2 separate regions of the Triticum aestivum genome follow, and region 2 is linked to region 1. The links are chromatin contacts, called in public Hi-C maps. All regions are on one chromosome and are shown on one strand. Each heading gives the region's core, a stretch centred on a gene start, on an enhancer-like site or on the middle of the called end of the contact. The rest is flanking DNA. Distances are from core to core; before and after follow the strand shown. Region 1 holds the start of LOC123150961 (probable E3 ubiquitin-protein ligase XBOS35). Region 2 holds the start of LOC123150138 (deSI-like protein At4g17486).

Region 1 (6,510 bases), core at 1,631-4,130:
CTAGTCAAGTAGAGGCATACTAGTGACACTCTGTTTGTCTATGTATTCACACATGTACTATGTTTCCGGTTAATACAATTCTAGCATGAATAATAAACATTTATCATGATATAAGGAAATAAATAATAACTTTATTATTGCCTCTAGGGCATATTTCCTTCACCATCTCCATCACCGTCATTGCCATCGGTGTCGTCTCCATTACCACCATCTCCACCAGCCCCGCCATACTCCTCTTCTTCACCGACATGGTGTCGGCTTGTATCATCCTTCTCCTCTATGTTATCATTTTACATTTTTGAGTAGTTGTATTAATTCTTGATGATTTGGATGAACCCTTGCATGCATGACTAGAACTTAATACCTATGAGCGATCTAACCATCTTCTTTATATGTCTTGTGTTGATTTTCTCATGGTGTTATGAATAGGCCTCACTCAACATTAGCAACTTGTGGGTTTGAGGGAATTATTATTGGTGTCACAATGGGCTGTCGGAGGTTTGTAGTTATGGTGCTTATCTCCCTCCTTCACCGATCATTGCAACATGGAGTAACGGAGAACCCTAAAGCCTTATGTCGTGTTATGGGGAAAACCTTAATCATTGTTGCAAAAACTAGAGTGGGGAAACAACGATGGTGGCACGCATGATATGTGACTACAACATGTAGAGGGCATTTGAAGTTACGGTTGAGAGGGCATTTGGAACCCTGAGGAATATTTTTAAGATCCTTGATCAGAAAGCATTCCACCCTTTCCTCGCCCAAGTTAGGCTTGTTCTTGCATGTTGCATTCTCCATAACTGGATCCTAGAATGTGTTTGTGATGAGCTTGTGCCAGAGGAGGAAGATGTGACGGTTGCTGATGTTGATGACTTCGGCCATGGTGTGGAGGCACATGACAATTAAGCTTGGAAGAGAAAAGGGTTGGAATGGGCTGAGGCAATGTGGGCAAACAAAGGTAACCCAAGGATCTGAAGAAGAAGAAAATAACAACAGAGGTAGAAGCAGCAAAAGAAGAAGACGAGGATGGACTTCCCCCTAGTTTGTCATCAATGAACTTCCCCTATTGCCATATGATTGTTAATTTGTACTGCAATTTGTTAGCAATTAGGATGGACTACCATTTGACTGCAAGCTAGGACTCAAATGATTTTTTTTCTCGTACTGCATATGTAGTGTAATGTGTGGTAAGATCACCACTAGTGAGAAGGGGTCACCACAACATAGGTCGTGCACAACCAAAAGTCATGTTCATAGAAATGAAGTACCTCTTATTTTAGTTGGCCATGTTTCATAGAAATGAAGTAGCTGCTATTTTAGTTGGTGTGTGCGAGGTCTAGTCATTGATATTTATTTTTCAAAAACTTGAATTGGCGTGGTCGCAGGGCTGAGGATGTAACTGTAGTAGGGATGTCCTCATCACCTAAACACATGGAGAGGATCCCCAACCCCAATTGCGCTAGCATTGCTCAACAAGGGCTCCGTCGAGCTCTCCCATACCGCCACACCAATGTGACCCTCCACGCGGCCAATGGCACCGCCTCAAGGAAGTAGCCATGTTCCTCATCCCCCCCCCCTGAACAAATGTCAGTCGACGCTCTCATGCTTAAGTTTGCCTCGAGCTCCTGCACCCGATGACCCTGCATTAGGTGAGGATTGCATGCTCACCTCTTGTTTGCTCCCGTCCTTGCTATCCGAGAGACCTACCAGTGCCCAAAAGGGCATCCCCAACGTCCGTTCCCTCTATAGACGGATGGGAGCAGATAGTGGTGGCGGTGACCTCTCCCTTGAGGTGTCATCCATGTCGCTTCTCGCTCATCCTCATCCGTACGAGCAACCTTTCAAACTTCATCGGTGGGGTGGTCTTCACTACCGCCAGTAACATGTTTAATGCATAAGATCACATCAAATGAGGTTGATAAACGCTTTTTCGTATATGTGCTAAGTATAAAATTATAATAAAATAAGGTAATCTTTCTGGGCATTTGCTATGTTGTTGTCCTAACTGACTGTTTTTTTGTCACACGATAAGCTGATTTGGGGGAGAGTCGTAGATAGGAGGGTCTCTCGTGCTGCCACCGCCACCATCTGAGAAATTTAGGTCCCCTCGCCTCCGGCCGCCATCTTGGTTCTGAGAGCTGGGGGGACCTCGGATCTTCAAAACCTCTATATTCTTCGTCAATGTCTAGTGGTCATCATAGTGAGAATAATTTTTCTCTCGTTCTTCTGGCGGTGCCATGAGGTTAGAGAGTTTTCTGTCCTCGCAGATCTGATTTATTCGGATCTGATGAGTTTATGTTGTCGTTTGAGTTTTTTTGGTTGGTCTGGTTATTTGTGGAGGTGAAATCTTTCATCGACACCATGGCGAAGATATAGTGATTCGGCGGCCTACACTTCTAGGGGATCATCCCTGGCCCAAGTACGTTCATCAATCGAGGCTTCCCATCTTTTTGGATGAGCGACTCAAGGTGCTTTCAAAAACCATTATTGGTAATGTTTGTGCGGGTGAAAGAGTGACAACATCGTTGCTCCAGTCCAATTGCAGCATATTTACCGAAGTCTTTGGAGTATTTCTTCGAGCAGAGGTTGATACCGCAAAGAAGGTGTTTTCAAGAAATTTCATTGTAATTCTTAGTCATAGGAGTTATTTTGTATTTTCTTGAATCTTAGGTCCAATTCAGTGTATTTGTAATGGTTACGAGTAAGAATAACGTTACAGGTGCTATATTTTTTTTACATTGGATTTTGATACCTGGACATCATGATTTACTTTATATGTAAAGCAAGACGAGATGCACTTTCAGGATATCCACACACTTCTTCTCTGTCGAACCAAGGCCGCTTCCTCACCCTAGCTCCATGTCACTGTCCTGCAAATAGCAGAAAACGAAAGGAAGAAAGCGTCAGTGCAGGTTCCCGACATCACCAAGGAACATCTGTCACAGCCACAGGAGCAATCCCACGCCTCCCCGCCGGCAGCTAGCCGGAAAAATCACAATAATAATTCGCGAGAGCCAATTCAACCCCGTTCCATGTGGCACACCCTCCAGCTCCTCGTGCTCTCCACTGCAGGCCCCCCTCCCCATCCTTGTCCTGTCTCCCACCTCCCTTGTTCCTCCGTTCTTCCCAGCCCCAAGCCATTTGCAGTTACTTCCTGATCCCGCGGCGCCGGCGGTGGTGGTGGCTTCCATCTGCCGGCTTCCGTCTTGTCCCTGAGTTGCGTCTCTCGATGTGTTGGTGGTGACGGCAAGGTGGAGGAGGAGCTTCTTCTTCCCGGCCGGGTGCCCGCCGCCTGAAGATCCCCTTTCCAGGGGCGGTCGGTGAGGGGAGATGCGCTGGGCTGATCCCCATTACTCGCGCATCCATTTCTTGTAGCCGAAAGATCTGGTCTTCCGGAGGTATGTGTGCAATGTTTCCGTATATTTTGTGAATCCCTGATCCGGTGTCGTAGTCGCGGAATTGTTCCGGGCCTGTCATTTCTTTTTGTTGTATAGAAAATGTCAAAATGATGCAATGCGCTCCAGTTCTTATCCCCCTCTCTGTTCTTTCTCTTCTTCCTCGCGCGCAAAAGTCAATCCGTGAGCTCAATGCCGATGCGGGTGGTTATCCTCCTTGGAGCAATGAACCCGTTGTCCCTGAGAAGGACAGGGGACAGCGACCCGTTCCTCCTAGTACTGTTTGCGCCATTATTACTGTGTCTGCCAACAACTCGAATATTAATTACTAGGAAACTAACAATAATTGTAGTAAGATAGAGGGCGTTTTACCCACCGTTTCTTGGTTCAATTGTGGATATTGTCTTGTGTAAAGATGGCGCCCTTGGTTTTATTCCAGCTCTTTTGAGTGTTGAGTCAATTTGCGGTAGGTTCCTAAAGGAAGATGCTGTTTGTACTCTTTAATCCATGTGGTGCGCCCAGTTGGTCAGAGTAGTACTACCGTGTTGGATCATCTGAGGCTACTTTCTTGCAGAGAGATGCCACCTCGGTTTAGGTTTCCTGCTTATTGTGTCAATTTGAGGTGTTTCTTTCAGAAAGTGAGCCAACATTGCTGCCATTTATGCCCATTGTCTTCTTATAGGGGTGACCTAGTGATCCAGTTACTAACTTATTGAGCCCCTTAATGTGGATCCTTCACTAGATTAGTGTACAAATGTCTGGGGTTATGCTATGCCATTTTGGTGCTTCTCAAAGTGGACAGGTGGCTTAGTTTCCCCTTTTCCTGAATCAGTTCCCTGTAGAGTGTCCATGTGGTTGAATTCCCCTACCATATCAATTTGGGGGCAATTTACTCTACATACAGGCCAGCTTTCCATTCTTGGTACACTCATACGCTTGGCTTCAGAATTGTATGACCTCATAGCGTGCTCAAGTGATTAAACTCAATATATGGCGAGTCCTTACTAAGTGGTACTAAGATTGTGCATTGATAGGTAGAAGCACCATGGGACTCCTAGGTATGATGGGTGACTCATTCGGCTGCTCAGCTACCGGTGAGCGGCTTGTCTCTGCCGCGAGGGATGGAGACATCCAGGAGGCTAGGGCCCTATTGGAGCTTAACCCCCGGCTTGCACGATACTCGACATTCGGTATCCGGAACACACCCCTCCATTACTCGGCGGCAAAGGGCCACCACGAGGTGATTCACTCCACACATCTCTTTCGTTACCAGTTTACAATTATTTTTAGCTACTTTTGTTAGTTAATGTATGTGTGTTCGTTATCAATTGATAAGTAATTTCATCTTCCTGGTAGATTGTTTCCCTGCTAATAGAATCTGGCGTTGATATCAACCTTAGGAACTGCAGAGGACAGGTGAGCTCTTTTTTTTTATCTCCCACCTTGTTCATCATTGGTATCCAATTCTTGATGATCCATAATATGTGTTATTACTTTTGAATATTTATAGAGAATACTTCTTACTCGGTATACAGAAATGGATTCGACCATCTAGTTGCAATCTTACAAGTATATGCATTTCCCATATATCTGAGGTCGCTCAGGTCTTAGAAAATGATATATCAGTCGTTTCAAGTAGATGGAAGTAAGCTGTGGAATGTTACTGTCTTAGTTGACTTCTAGATAAAAAAAGATATCCTATTGGAACATTCTTGAAGGGGTGATTTGATGCCACCTCATTATGTTCTTTCTATCTCTGTTCTATTGTGAAAGAGAATATTTCTTTGTTCTGGTACCAATTCTAAACGCAACAATTGCCGTGCAGACTGCTCTGATGCAAGCTTGTCTATATGGTCATTGGAAAGTTGTACAGATCCTAGTTCTTTTTAAAGCTAATGTAAGTGAATATCAATCTTGTGTATCTTTTTGTGATCGCCAAAAAAAAAAACTTGTTTTTGTGTTAAACTGGGCTGTAATTTGTACTGATGCAAGTGATATGTATTTTTAATCTTAGATTCACAAAAAAGATTGTTTTAGTGGTGCAACAGCAATTCATTTTGCCGCCCTGAAAGGTCATACCCGGTGCATCCGGCTTATTGCGGCTGATTACGTGCCTAGTTTGCCGGATTTTTGGAGCATCATGCGCGGAACAGCCACGGATGAAACAAATAAGGAAGCTTTTGATGCAGCGTATGTCAAATTCTGACGTTCATCTATGTTGGCATCTTTTTTTTTATTGTTTATGTTGGCATCTTCCGATAACTAGTAAATAAATATCCATTTTCCTTTGCTTCCCAGAAATCTCCAGAAACTAGTTAATGCAAAGTCAGATGGAGGTGTCACCCCTCTTCACTTGGCAGCTCTTCACGGGCATGCTGAGAGCTTGCAATTGCTGTTAGACCTTGGAGCCTCTGTCTCTGAGGTCACAGTCAACGATGGTTCAACTATTGATCTCATAGGTAAAAACTGAACAGGGTAAAAAACATAAAACTGTACACAGAATGTTAAATGTTTAACTAAATTCAAGTAGTTATTGTTTACGGAGTTTGACCGTTACTTCTCACATCAAATGTGCAGAACAAGGGGAAATATTCTGAACTTCTTTACATGGTCATATATTAACAATTCCCTAAAATTGCAGGTTCAGGAAGCACGGCCCTTCACTATGCAGCTTGCGGAGGAAGTGCTGTATGCTGCCAAGTATGCATTGAATTCTCCCTTCTATAAATTATCAAGTAATTGTCCAATTCCCGTTTACTGATTGCCGTAAAACAGCTTCTCATTGCAGCAGGAGCACACATGGGAGCTGAAAATGCTAACAGGTATGCCTAGGGAATTCCATGTTTCTATTCTAGAAGTATTTGTTTGTACACTTCACAATGATTGAAAATCTGAGAAAAGGTTGTTACTTTACAATTGCCACATTCTGATATATTTACTGATGTCACTTGGATATATTTCACGCTTCTTTTTGGGCTGTATTATCAGAATTTCTAAGGTAACTATGGTAAATGCTAATTAGCTGTGACTAGTGTCTGCCCAAATAAATCCATTTTCCTTCGCTGAATTCAAATGCTAAAACCAGTTGGCTGCATTTTGTGCTTATGTCCATTGT
Region 2 (6,455 bases), core at 886-3,385, 290 kb before region 1:
AGGGTTGTGCAGGCTACCGCCAGCCCGGTTGACGGTAGCGATATTTCCGCCAAAGTCCCGGCTGTTAGACCCTACCGCCATGACTCTGGCTGTAGCAAAAGGGTTAGATCTCAATTTTTTTTCAAACTAGGGTCAAATCTTGAATAGGTTTCAAAAAAGGGTCAAAACACGAAAAAATGCCGCATGGTGCCATTTAAGAGCAACTCCAACGGGCCGACCCAAACGAATGACGATTTCGTCCGTTTTTTGTCCGTTTGGGTCGGCTAGACGGACACGGATGTCCGCTTCCGCATTTGGGCCGGCGCGTGCGCCCAACGCTGACCTGAATCCATTTTTGACGATGCAAAAGAAAATGAACGCATGCATATTAAAAAAGAAAAACGGCATTAATTAAACATTAAAGCCGGCCACGAAGGCCGGCGAGAGTCCATGCGTCCACATTTGCATTAAGAAAACAACCTAAATTACGAGGCGGCGCGCTGCCCTAGGCGTCCTCGTCGTCGTCCTCGGGGTCCGTGAGGTCGATGAGCGTTGGCGCGGGCCCGGCCCAGGCGAACGCCGTATTCCAGAGCGCCGTCATGTCGGGCAGTGCCGACACGGGGGGTTGTGCGGCCGTTTGTGCAGCCGCGGCCTGGCGCGCCTCCTCCTCGGCCTCGCGCCGCTCCTCCTTGAGGTCGCGCTCGAGCATCTCGAGGTACTCGCCATCGCGGCGCTCCTCGGCCACTGTGATGCTGCGCCAGTGCTCGAGGTACGCCTGCTCCTGCGCCGGCGTCGCTCCCATCTAGACCGGCGGCGTGTGTACCCATTCGCGCACTACTCCCGTCCAGGAGTAGCGCTCGATGGGGGACGGCTCGGGCTACGCCTCCGGCTTGATGGAGGACGGCGGGCCCACCGGCGGCACCACGCTGTCGCCCGCCACGGAGAGGACAAGGGCATGCGCCATTGTCGCCTCGTACCGAGCCTCTTTTTCCGCCTCCGCCGCCTCCGCCCTGCGCCGCTCGTCCTCCTCGCTCTCCCGGAAGACGGACGCAAGTGTCGCCTGGTATGCGTCCTCCGCCGCCTGGTGCTCGTCGCGGACGACAAGTGCCGGTGGCGGCGACCTCCGTTCGACCTCGCGCACGCCCCGTCGCCTCGCCTCCTCGTGCTCGAAGGCGAACCACGTCGCCCAGTTGGGCGAGTCGGTTGCGTAGGCGGCCTCGCGGCGCTGCTCCAGTGTCAGTAGCGCCCGCCGGCGCCGCACCTCCTCCGCGTGAGCACGAGCCACCCGCGGCGCCGCCGGCACTGGGATCCTCTCTAGATCCAGATGCCAGTCGTGCGGCAGCGTCACGTCGGGATACGGCAGAGGCTGGCGGTGCTGCCAGTGCCACTCCGCCTGGTCCACTGACACGTTCACGCGATGCCTCCGTCGGCGAGGCGCCGGCGCCGGCGGAGGCAGGAGGAAAGGGGTGGCGGGGGACTTGCCCTTGGCCTTGCTGCCGCTGGCGCCAGAGAAGAGGCCCATCTCTGTTGTGGTTGTGGTGGCTAGGGTTTGCCGGCGACGAGGGAGCAAAGGATGGCAGATGTGGACGGCGAGTTTGGACAAGGACGGCCCCGCCGCACGGACGGCTTAAAAAGGACGAGCGTCATCGCTGACATGTGGGCCCGTCGTCATAAATTAAGCTGACAGCGTGGACAACGGGTAGTTGGACGGCCGCCATGTGGGAACACGGCGGACAACAGGAAGGCGCGCGAAGCGTCCGTTCGGCGTCCGCGCCGACGCATTTGGGGCGCAAATTTGGACCGCAAATGCGTCGGCGCGGACATGACGCGGATGTGATTTGGGTTTGGGTCGCGCGTTGAGCCGTCATTTTTGTCCGCGCCGACCCAAACGGGCGCAGGCGGATGAAATGAGTCGACCCTTTGGAGTTGCTCTTAAGCGATGTTCAAGTGGGAGCTGTAATTTATCCCGCATTCGGAAATTATATTAAACCAATGGCAATGACCAAAATAAGATTTTACCAGTAAAACAAAAAGTCGTTCATGGGCAGGCAAAGCCCAGCACGAATCTTGGCGGCTCGCATCCTCTATTGCGGCGCTGCATCATGGACACGCCAGCCTGCCAAAGCCAAAGCCAAAGCGCCCCAATGCGATGCCACGAAAAAGCGATCAGCATCAGACACAGCCGCGCGACAATCTGCTAAAGAAACCCACATAAAAACGCGCAGCGCCCGGAACGCCGCGCGGCGACCACGGTGCCGTGCGGGGGTGTCTGCGTCTCTCTCTCCCCTCCCTCTCTCCGCCGACGCGGCGCGGGCCGAGGGAATGGCCGCCGCCGCCTCCGCCTCCGCCTCCGCCTCGTCTTCTTCCTCCACCTCCACCTCGGCCGGGTCCTCCGCGTCCACCTCCACGCCCCGGCCCGCCCCGCGCCAGGCCGCCGCGGCGCCGTCGTCGTCCCCGGTCTTCCTCAACGTGTACGACGTGACCCCGGCCAACGGGTACGCGCGGTGGCTGGGGCTCGGCGTGTACCACTCGGGCGTGCAGGTCCACGGGGTGGAGTACGCGTACGGCGCGCACGAGGGCGCCGGGAGCGGCATCTTCGAGGTGCCCCCGCGGCGGTGCCCCGGCTACGCGTTCCGGGAGGCGGTGCTGGTGGGCACCACGGCGCTGACCCGCGCCGAGGTGCGCGCCCTCATGGCCGACCTCGCCGCCGACTTCCCGGGCGACGCCTACAACCTCGTCTCCCGCAACTGCAACCACTTCTGCGACGCCGCGTGCCGCCGCCTCGTCGCCCGCGCCCGCATCCCGCGCTGGGTCAACCGCCTCGCCAAGATCGGGGTCGTCTTCACCTGCGTCATCCCCAGCAGCAGCAGGCACCAGGTGCGCCGCAAGGGGGAGCCGCAGCTGCCCGCCCCCGTCAAGAGCCGCTCCGCGCGCCAGCCCGCCGCCCCGCCGCGGCCCAGGACCTTCTTCCGCTCCCTCTCCGTCGGCGGCGGCAAGAACGTCACGCCCCGCCCGCTCCAGACCCCGCCGGTGGGGCCCGCCCTGACGTTGACGACGCCGGCACCGACGCCGTTGGCCTCCATGTAACGGCGCCATTACTCCTTTTTCGTTTACAGCTCACACCATCCATTTTTTTTCCTTCGACAGTTACCTGAATTTTGTCCATAGTACTGTACTCTTCGAGATTAAGATTTGTGCTCTGCTAGTGCTGCACTGTCACCATGATTAGCAGTAGTAACTGCAGTTCATTAGGCTATTAATTCCCGATTTTGTCTGGCTTTACTACCTAGACACACCTGGCTGGCTGTGTCCGCTGCCAAATCGCCATTAATGATTACTAATTTGGGTCGCTGTTACGCGCTGCATTTACGTTGCGGTTAACGACGCCTATCATGCAATTGTTTTTGTTGTGTGGCATGGATGCAATTCTATCCGGCGAGCCGTCCAATGGGAATATATTCGCTCCTCCTTTCGCCCGTTCTTTGGAGTAAACAACCATGGAGCTGAAGCCTTGTTTGGATTTTCAACTATAGATAAAAGCTACACACAGGCTATGCACCGATCGGCCGATATGCTTTTGCTGATGCAAAGAATTCCCCGTGTCTGGACAGTGGACCTGTCATCACTGCCGTTGTCATGGGACACGATTAGATTAGTCCTCGTGTTGTTGTTTCTTGCATGATTGCGTCCGGCCTCCGTGCCTATCTGGAAATGCGGAGGGCGGGATAATTTTAACGTGACTTGTCGCGTGAAAGGCGAGCTCGCTTCGACAGAAATCTTGGGGAGCTCGCCGGTTGCGTGTCCAGCGCGCCTCGCCGTTGACCGGCGACCGGTGTGTCCATGCCGGTGGCGAAGACGGCGGCGCGGGGTCAGAATTGGGCACCGACGGGAGGAGGGTTCGCATTTGTGGAGGACACCGCCACGCAGCACAGTGCACCACATTGGCCTTGACCCGTCCGATCAGCGATCAGCGATCAGGATGGACGGGCCACTATCGATCCTTCGGCGGGCGATCGCCTCGCCTCGCTGGACCCCGGCCGGGTTGGGTTCGGTGCACGGGATGTGATGCCGCAGCGGCGCCTTTCGACCGGCTACAGGAGAGAAGCACGATCGCTGTGCTGTGCTCGCCGTCTAGTAGGTCGTCGTCGAGGGACGAGAGCTACTACGGCAATAGGGTATGGGCGTCGTACGCGGTGCCTTTTCCCCGGCTTGTCCCCTTGCCGGCCGCTGGAACGGAATCGTATCAATGAATTTCATTGGGGCGCTGGAGGGTCGGGTGCGGCCGGAATCATTCGTCCACGCGACGTGCCCCCCATGGCACAGGGCCTTTTCTTGGCGGGTGGGGTTGTTGCACTTGCACTGCACCCACGCACACCACCGGCTGCGCTGCGCTGTGCGGTGCTGTGCTGTGCGCTGGTGCACACGCCGCCTGCGCAAATAATTCGCCGCTGCCTGGCACGACCGGCCGCGACCGACCGCGTCCTCTCCGGTCCCCGGAGGTTGCCGGGAGCCAACGACGTGTGCCCGACTATGCTGTACTTGACTTCGGGCCTGTTTTATATGGCGCGGACCTAACCTACATGAAAGAGAAAATGGTGTCATTTTCATGTAAGCCCAGGGATGGCCATGGCCACCTCGACAACTGTATGCAGCCAATGTATACGGGGCATCGATCTTCCTTTCAGACTAGCCACATTGGAGAGTAACATACACTAAGTAAAATACACATATCCCTAGGCAATATTACTACCTTCATAATGGGTATTAACTTAGAGGGTGCTTGAATCCAAAGGACTTATTTTAGTCTGACTAAAAATAGTCTCTTTAAGAGACTAAAGTTCCAAGCACCTAAGAGAGGCTAAAACTAGTCTTAAGACTAAAATGTTTTAGTCAAGGGTACCCCTACTAAAATGTGGATTAATCCTTTCTCTCCTCATTTAACTCATCTCCTTTAACACATGCGAGTTCTAGATTGAAGGGTTTGGAGGATAATAAATGCTCATTAACTTGATTTTAGTCTTTTTAGTATTTGGATCCAAGCATGTGTGCTATGCAGGGCCAAGCAAAAAAAAAGGAGAGGAAAGGTAAAAAGAAGGGAGGGGATGAGAAAGCTGAAAGTGCTCGAAAAGAGATCATAGGGAAAAAGAGGGGTAATCCTTTTGGGGTTCCACCAACAGGGAGTGACCAAATTTTTTCTGTTGAGAGGGAAATGGATAGCTATGAGCGTGTGCTGTATGGTGACATGAGTGTTTCTTCCAAGAGAATCTATATGGGTAGAGTTGACACTGTGAGGGATGGGGATGATATAGTCACACATGTAGCAAAGGAAACAGAGGAGGAGGAGGAGGCATACATGCAACAGAGGAGGGAGTCGGTTGGAGATGATGGCACATCGGCGGCCTCCGAGGTGGAGGACCGCCGGGCCAAATGAGGATCCTAGGATGGTATTGTCGTGGTATGCTCTCCCTCACGGCAGTTCGTGAGCTCTTGGAGCTCCAACAGCGTACCAAGGCTGATTTGATCTTTCTCTTAGAGTCACACTTGAATAAATGTAAAGCAGATGAGTTGTGTTGCTCTTTATCTTTTGATTCGATGATTGTAGTAGAGAGTGATGGTCGGGCCGGTGGCCTAGTCTTGTACTATAATAAGTTGAATAAAGTTGTTTCAAACTATGTGGCGTCTCATTTTATTGACATTCTTTTTATGAATGATAATGATGTACATTGGCGGTTCACGGGTTTTTATGGTCATCCGGTTTGGACTGATCGTAAGTTATCGTGGGATAATATTAGGAATTTACATAAAATGGGTCATCACCCCTGGGTGATCTTAGGGGATTTTAATGAAATTTTACTGTCGTCAGAAAAAGAGGGCGGAAATGCAAGACCAAATGCTATGATGAGAGACTTCCGTAATTGTCTAGGAGAGTGTGGCCTCGAGGATATGGGTTGTATTGGAGACCCTTTCACTTGGAGGAGAGGCGATACTAGAGAGAGGCTCGACCGTGCGGTGTGCAATGTGGAATGGGCGAACAAATTCCCTCGGGCTGCGTTAATTAATGAGGAACACGTTCATTCTGATCATCGTCCACTCGTACTGGATACGGAATATTTTGATGGAAATATTTTTAACGCCCCAAGGGGACGAGTAAAACAATTTGAAGCTAGATGGCTCAAGGAGGAGACGGTCGGCGAAATTGTTCGTACAACATGGGAAAAGGCAAAGATGCTGAGTATTGGGCCAAAGCTCGCCGATCGTACTCGTGCGCTTCAGTCAGATCTGCACATTTGGGGTCACGAGGTTTTGAGAGGCCCAAAACAGAGAATAAAAAAGCTAAAAAAAGAGTTGGAGAAGCTACGGAAAGGCCCTATGAATGTGGATTCCCATGCACGACAGAAGGAGATTTTGGTTCTCATTGAAAATTTGCTGGAACAAGAGGAGATTCATTGGGTACATCGTGGTCGTGCAAATTGGTT

What was found. A called contact is a pair of places that touch in the nucleus more often than the background predicts.
Region 2: a Hi-C map of leaf shows a contact between it and region 1, with 2.4 times the contacts expected there. The contact joins the promoter of LOC123150138 here to the promoter of LOC123150961 in region 1. A contact is called at or near these places in 2 of 5 Hi-C or Micro-C datasets (both in leaf).

What each region holds. Positions count from the first base shown.
Region 1 is chr7A:101,294,049-101,300,558 of IWGSC CS RefSeq v2.1, reverse strand. It overlaps LOC123150961 (probable E3 ubiquitin-protein ligase XBOS35), which reads left to right and starts at 2,880. Exons shown (of 11, transcript XM_044570761.1): 1 at 2,880-3,398; 2 at 4,430-4,635; 3 at 4,752-4,811; 4 at 5,221-5,292; 5 at 5,410-5,585; 6 at 5,694-5,854; 7 at 6,037-6,095; 8 at 6,171-6,217. The coding sequence starts at 4,441.
Region 2 is chr7A:101,587,109-101,593,563 of IWGSC CS RefSeq v2.1, reverse strand. LOC123150138 (deSI-like protein At4g17486) reads left to right here and starts at 2,135. Exons shown (of 1, transcript XM_044569938.1): 1 at 2,135-3,320. The coding sequence starts at 2,302. The coding sequence ends at 3,066.